2 separate regions of the Danio rerio genome follow, and region 1 is linked to region 2. The links are chromatin contacts, called in public Micro-C maps. All regions are on one chromosome and are shown on one strand. Each heading gives the region's core, a stretch centred on a gene start, on an enhancer-like site or on the middle of the called end of the contact. The rest is flanking DNA. Distances are from core to core; before and after follow the strand shown.

Region 1 (3,401 bases), core at 408-2,907, 170 kb after region 2:
CTAAAGGTCTCTGCATTTAAGTCTAGTCTTAGTCAAAGTAAACCTCAAGTATTTTAGCCTAGTTAAGGTCTTAGTCTAGTTTAAACCAAAGTAAACCAAGTATTTAGCCTAGTTTAAGTCTTAGTCTAGTTTAAGTCAAAGTAAACCAAGTATTTTAGTCAAGTTTAATCTAGTCTTGGTCTAGTTTCAGTCGCTCTAATTTTAGTCAAAGTAAACTATGGCCCGGTTTCACAGACAGGGCTTACACTAGCCAGGATTAGGCCAAAGTTCAATTAGAACATTCAAGTAATTTTATAAACATGCTTAGAAAAAAAATCATTACTGGCGTGTATCTTGGGACAAAACAAAGGCACTGATATATTTAAAAATCACTTTACATTTTAGTCTAGGACTAGGCTTAATCCTTGTCTGTGAAACCGGAGGTATGTGTTTTAGTCTAATTTTAGTCTTTGTCTAGTTTCAAATTAAACATCTAGGTGTTTTAGTCTGGATTTTGTCTAGTCTAGATTAAAACCTTGATACCAATAGGATCATTATTGATTTACCTTACAGTTAATTCATAATTAGATTGTTTTTACTTAGATTCACCTTCTCATAATTTATGTTCATGTCTTTCAGGAGAGGCTGGCAGACTCGCATTACTTCTTAACTGTACTGCTCATTGTCTGACTTGATTAAATTCTTTCCAGTGATATCTTTTCACATTGGGCTACTTAAAAACCAGAACTAAGTGCCTCAGAGCCCAGGTTGAATAAATTGAATAGCCCTATGGCTTGAAACAACCAAAAGTTGACAGCTGCTGTGCTCATCTGCTCATCTAATGAATCATAACTAAATCTGTGTTGACAAGAATAAAGAGCCATTTTTTCGTACATTTTAGTCATTTAGTTGTCAACAATATTTGTTAATTTTCTTGTGTTTCTTAGTTTTAGCAAAAAGGTAGTTGATAAATATATTTCATCGTTATTTTAATGTTTTTTTTTACTTTCCCTGACTTGTAAGCAGTTTCAAATGCATTGGAGTGTTGTGGAGAGATGTTAGGGTACTGTTGGTCCGTCAGTATTTGACACGGGCTTTTTCTGGTGGTGATTCAGCGGGATGTGCTAATGAGTGCTATTAATAGTCCTGTCAGATTCAGCTGAACATCACTCAGACACACAGGGTGACGAGTGACAGAACACTCAGGCTCTAACAGACTCAGTACTCATTATGGAGTGTGTATGATGCAAACCTAGTCACACTGTTTCAAAACTGGCTCCTGATGGGTTTTTTAATCTACAGAATGTGCTGGAATGGGTTTGTTTTACTGTTGGCATTTTGCTTTTGCAAAATTTAGCTTGAAAGATGTTAATTAACTACTGTATATAATATCTTATAAGTTTAGCTAGATGATTTTAGGAAGCCAGAATATATTCAATGTTAACTTGTTTGTGTTTGTTGTGTGTGTGTAGGTTTGGGTCTGTACAGCGGCCTCTCCAGCCGTTTGACCCACATATTACTGTTGATGTCTCAAGCGGAGAATCATCTTCTGGTTTCACTAGTCAAGAAAGCACAATGGAGCGCAACAAGTCAGGTAAAAAAAAAAAAGAAAGACACTGCAAAACTACAAAGGCATGGAGTCTTTAAAACTGTTTGGTTTGTTTTTTGTATATGGCACTATCACTTTGTGAACTCTGCCCTCTGCTGGGTGAACTCGGAAAATATGCCTTTAGATGGAACAACTGAGAAATTAAAAACCTTTCTTTAAGTTGATTTCTGATTTTAAATTATAGAAAACTAAAACTTAATAGTTTTATAGAAAAAAAAAAAAAGAATATTAAACTAAAAATGTAAGCCAATACAGAAAACAAGGGGGAAGAAACAATAATAGTATAAAGCGGTAACACTTTACAATAAGGTTCATTAGTTAATGCATTTACGAACATGAACTAATCATGAACAACGCATGTACAGCATTTATTAATCATAATTGAACATTTACTAATGCATTATTAACATCCAAGTCCATGCTTGTTAACATTAGTTAATGCACCATGAGTTGACAAACTAACAATGAACTACTGTATTTTCATTAACTAATGTTAACTAACATGAACAAATACAGTAGTAAATGTATTTTTCATTGTTTGTTCATGTTAGTAAATGCATTAATTAACATTAACTAATGAACCTTATTGTAAAGTGTGACCCATAAAATAATACTAAAATGACACTAACAAAATGACTGACTCAACAACAATCTTATTATTAAAAACAAAGAAGAGAGGCAATCTCTTTAGCTAACTGCTGACTTCAGTTGTCAGATCAGCTTTTAGTGATTAATTCTGGTGAACAAAACCAATCTGAACAGTTTTTAATTATGTAATAACATTTCAATTCAGTGATGTCTCACTTTTCTTTTTACTTCTATTTTTACTTTCTTTATCATTTTTTTTTTCCGGTTCAGCTTAGGTCAGACATTAAAATGTAGATAATATTGATACATATAGAAATATGCACTGCTACAATTTACCAAACAAGAAATGATCAGGAAAACATAATTATACACTAAATAAGTATACAGTATAAATAAAAGGTAAAATACAACATTTATACACAAAGATATACAAACATAAGATAACAAAAATAAAATAATCAAATAAAAATTTTTATTGAATAAATAAATAAATATATAATACAAATAAAAGAAAGAAAAAATGTCAATTAAGATACAACTGTCTCCTTAAAAAAATGAGAAAAGGGCTCCAGACTTTCTGGAACTGTTCTGGCTTTTGTTTTATTGCAAACCGAATCTTTTCCATTTGAAGAGGATGTAGGAAATCAGAAACGCATTGCCGAAAAGAAGGGGGAGCTGCGGACTTCCAATTCATAAGGTTGCAAAGGCTACACTATCGGCCTGTAATTAATTTAATTTTAATATATTCTGACAGGATTCCAAACTGTGCTGTCAAGGGGTTTGGGTTAGGGATGCAACGATTATAGATTTTGGTTGTGCGATTAAAGTCTGAGGAATAATCACTGTTATCACGATTATTATGCATTCGTTAATTTCAAAACACAGCTAGTTTAGAAAATCACATGAAAACTCCTTATATTTTAAAGTGTTGTTTATTGCTGCTCAGTAACCTAAATAATACGACACAAAACAATAATAAAAAAACAAACAATAGTCCAATTCTCTTTGGACTTAAAAATAACCGAAAAAAAGTTTTGGCATTTAAACATAAGTAAGAATTTTACACTAAAAATAAGTGTCAATAAATAAAAAAAAACTTTTAAATTAATAAATAAAATTGAAATAAATAAATTTTAAATAAACAAAAATTTATTAACTTAAATGAATAAGTTACAATTAAAATAAATTAATACAATTTTTAATAAATAATTAAATGTAAATAAAT
Region 2 (3,446 bases), core at 833-3,332:
AGCCACATTTGTTGGTTGAGAAACTAATTTCTCTTTTTATCTTGGATCTTAATATTTGAACATGGATTCTATATTTTTAGGATGTCTGCAGAGTGTCAGAATCAATGGTGCTCTTTCTGACTTTCAGTATTGTTCCACTGGGTTCCCTCAGGGTTGTTGCCTCTCACCTCTTCTGTTAATCATGTACACTAATGATTGTCAGAATATGTACGGGAACTGTCAAATCATAAAATATGCTGATGATTCAGTGATTGTGAGTGTCTTCCACCATCAGGATTTGGGGCATGGTCCTGTTGTGGAAGAGTTAACTTTCTGGTGTGATAGATTTTCTCTCCAGTTGAATGTAAATAAAGCAAAATACATGGTGATAGATTACAGGAAGGATTCTCCTACCACCATCATAACAACTATTAAAGGTTTGGACATTGAAATAGTTGACACACATAAATATCTTGGGGTTGTTTTCAACAACATGCTGACATTCCAGCCTAACACCCAGGCTGTCTATAAAAAAGTTCAAGAACGACTCTTTTTTTCTAAGGAAACTTTGGATTGTTTCGGGTTTGCACCTCTATAATGACACTGTTTTATAAACAATTGATTGAATCTGTTTTATCTTTCTGCATTGTAGGTTGGTATAATCTGAGTCTATCAAATTAGAACAGGTGGAGTAGCCTTGTGAAGGTGGCAGGCAGGATCATTGGTTTTAACCAATCTGGTCTAATGGTAATTTACCGTAATTATGCTTTAAAGAGAGCTCAGAGTATTTTATGCACCCTGGATCACCAATTGTAGCCTATACTCTGTGTTTCAGCCGTTGCCACGTCATTTTACAGTTCCTATTTGGAGAACAAATAGAATTAGAAATTATTTTATAATGTTGGCCATTAGGTAATTAAATGAGTCCAGCGGGGAGGGAGATGCCTCTAAAAAATGATGTAGTGTATGTTTTGTGTGGTAATATTTTGGTAATGTGTACATGGAACCTTACCTGTATTATAGCACCTTGCTGCAATTTGTTTCCCTAAACCGGATAATAAAGTTGAGTCTGAGTTGGATATAAATTGTTTGCAGAAATCCTGTTTGTCATTGTAGATTGTCAAATAGTTTTTCACAATTGGTTTGTTTGCTTATATAGTTAATAATTAGGATTGAATATTGATAATATTGAAGATGATTATTCACATTAATTTAAGCACAATTAATTATGAGAAATGTGCTCTAAGAAGAAGTACTGACTTCATGCATGCACTTTCTTATGATGAACATAAAGCAAAATATTGTAAATAATGTCAGTTGTAATAACAAAATGAACCGCAAGAGTGTGCTATACACTACATTAAAAATGTACATGATCTGCCTGCTAAGTATAACGCACTATAGATAGCCATGGCATCTAAATATGTGTCATACTACGACATGAGCTCACCAAAAAAGGATTTTCTTTACAACCGTAAATCGCCTCTGTTGCACATTTAGCACGTGCTGCTGGCAAAATGCGCTGAAATACGCGAAAAGACATGACACTGCAGTCTGACGTCATGCAGTGGCATCAAAGCACATTCATTTCCATGTGGAAATCCTCATTGTCCTGCACAGCACAATCAAAATGGAATTTACACACCCCAGTTATTATCAATAATGTTGCTTTTCCCATTCAGTCGAGGTACAAAATAGTAACATAACGTTTAGCTTCTTCCTCTTGTTTACCAAATGGATCATAGCATTGGAAACGACATGCACAGTGTGGATTTTTCTCCGGTCAGTAAGGAAAATCATATTTACAATGAATATATGAGGAATTTAGAAGCAAACTTTGGCTCGGTCAAAACAAAAAGCTAGAAAGACTGTGCAGTTGAATGGAGGACATGTTAAATTAAAGTGATTTTGTTTGTATGCATGCAGTGCACGTGCACTGTGTGCTGATCGTAATATTGTGAATTAAACTGTAAACCATAACCCACCGCACTCCACGTTACATTGCGGAATTCGCTCTCTTTCATACAATACTACAGACAGACACTTGTGAATGCAGCCCCGCGCATGCGCAGTGTGCTGCAAGTGTGTGCGCGAGTAGCAGCCGGGCGTCGTGGTTTCGGTTGGCTGGGAGGAAGAGGAATAACGAATGTGGGAGCCAAGAAGAATTCCTCGTTGGCGATCGGCGCTGGGGCGAAAAGCGACAATATCCACAGGATTTCTCAAACGTTTTACGGACTACACATGTCTCCTTAGGGGAATTTAGGGAAGTTTCCCCTCTCACGCGTTCCCGGGTCGGATAAGGTAAGAGACGTTTAGCGGGGATAATTAGTTTCTACGATCAGGTTTAAATCAACAATGCGAAGTGGCGAGTAAAACTCAGTAGCCTTTAGAGAGCTTTCAGATTTGTCATGTTTGTTTAGTATATACACCAGCATTTAGAGGCCAACGGTGGGTTTTCTGCAGCAAACAGTGGTTATTGTGCTGGGCTTGGGATCTCTGTGCTGTATTTTCATTAACTGAACAAAACGTTAGCGAATATAAACGTTTTAGTTCTTCCTGATTAGTTAGCGCGCATGCGTCAGCACGATGTAGTTTTTACTCACCTGGACTAAAGGCCGTGCTATAATAGTGAGACTACAAGTTCCACACAATGGTGTGCTTGTTTTACAGAAGTTAATGTCCCTTTTAGCATCTTAAAATGAATGTTGGTTGCTGGTGAGTGTTTTCTCGTAAAGTTTCAGCACATGCAGAACCCTTGGAGAACCCAATGGAAAAGCTTCTTGGCCAGTAGATCTTGCTGGATGATTGTTCTCTGGCAGTTTGTTTAGGCATGCATTTGCTGTTTGGTGTGAGTTTTGTGTTTCACGTTTAACACAATTAATAGATTCATGCACTGTTTTGATTGTTAAACGATGTGTTTTTGGTTGTGGCAGAAGGCCATTTGGAATTTACCTTCGTAATCTTAATAACAACAGGTGGCTTATGTGTTGTTACAGAATTAAAGGAATATTCTGTCATTATTTACTCACTCTGAAATAGTATATTGAATTTCATTTCTCAGAATAATACAAAAGTTGTCGAATAGCTGTCATTTGCCTTAGCCCTAAAAAGCCTGACATGATCAGAACGTTTACAGCATATCGAACATTTAGACAAAATATATGTTTTCAAATGTTTTGAAACCTACTTGATACATCAAGGTTTATTATTATAGCTTTTGTGATAAATGAGGATATAAGACTCATCTTTTATTTAGCTATTCAAACTAAACTACAATTTTATATTTGCTTTGCATTTTTATTTTCATGATCTAAATTTTAAAACGATGAATGTTAGATGACAGGAAATGTAAATCTGTAAGTTCTTCACAACAGTTTAGCAGACTGCATGTAAATATAAATTCTCCCTATGCTATCCCTTTGTTGGTGGCAAAATATATGATGTAAACTCAATACAATAATACTATT

The links. Hi-C and Micro-C count contacts between places; a contact is called where the count stands out from the background.
Region 1: a contact with region 2 is called in a Micro-C map of caudal fin, with 20 times the contacts expected there. The contact joins the enhancer-like site here to the promoter of sipa1l3 in region 2. A contact is called at or near these places in 3 of 18 Hi-C or Micro-C datasets (caudal fin, hematopoietic stem cells and an unstated tissue) and 3 of 4 datasets of contacts at active chromatin or transcription factors (caudal fin, embryo and gastrula embryo).

What each region holds. Positions count from the first base shown.
Region 1 is chr18:40,109,169-40,112,569 of GRCz12tu, forward strand. It overlaps sipa1l3 (signal-induced proliferation-associated 1 like 3), which reads left to right. Exons shown (of 24, transcript XR_012394071.1): 14 at 1,452-1,573. Among named protein-coding and RNA genes, the nearest start is that of qpctla, 32 kb to the right of the region's middle. Within about 2 kb of position 1,658, at least 5 of the 62 cell types and tissues checked have an H3K27ac peak or open chromatin away from gene starts, as enhancers often do. A contact at or near this core is called in caudal fin, where this site is marked.
Region 2 is chr18:39,936,455-39,939,900 of GRCz12tu, forward strand. It overlaps sipa1l3 (signal-induced proliferation-associated 1 like 3), which reads left to right and starts at 2,083. Exons shown (of 24, transcript XR_012394071.1): 1 at 2,083-2,280.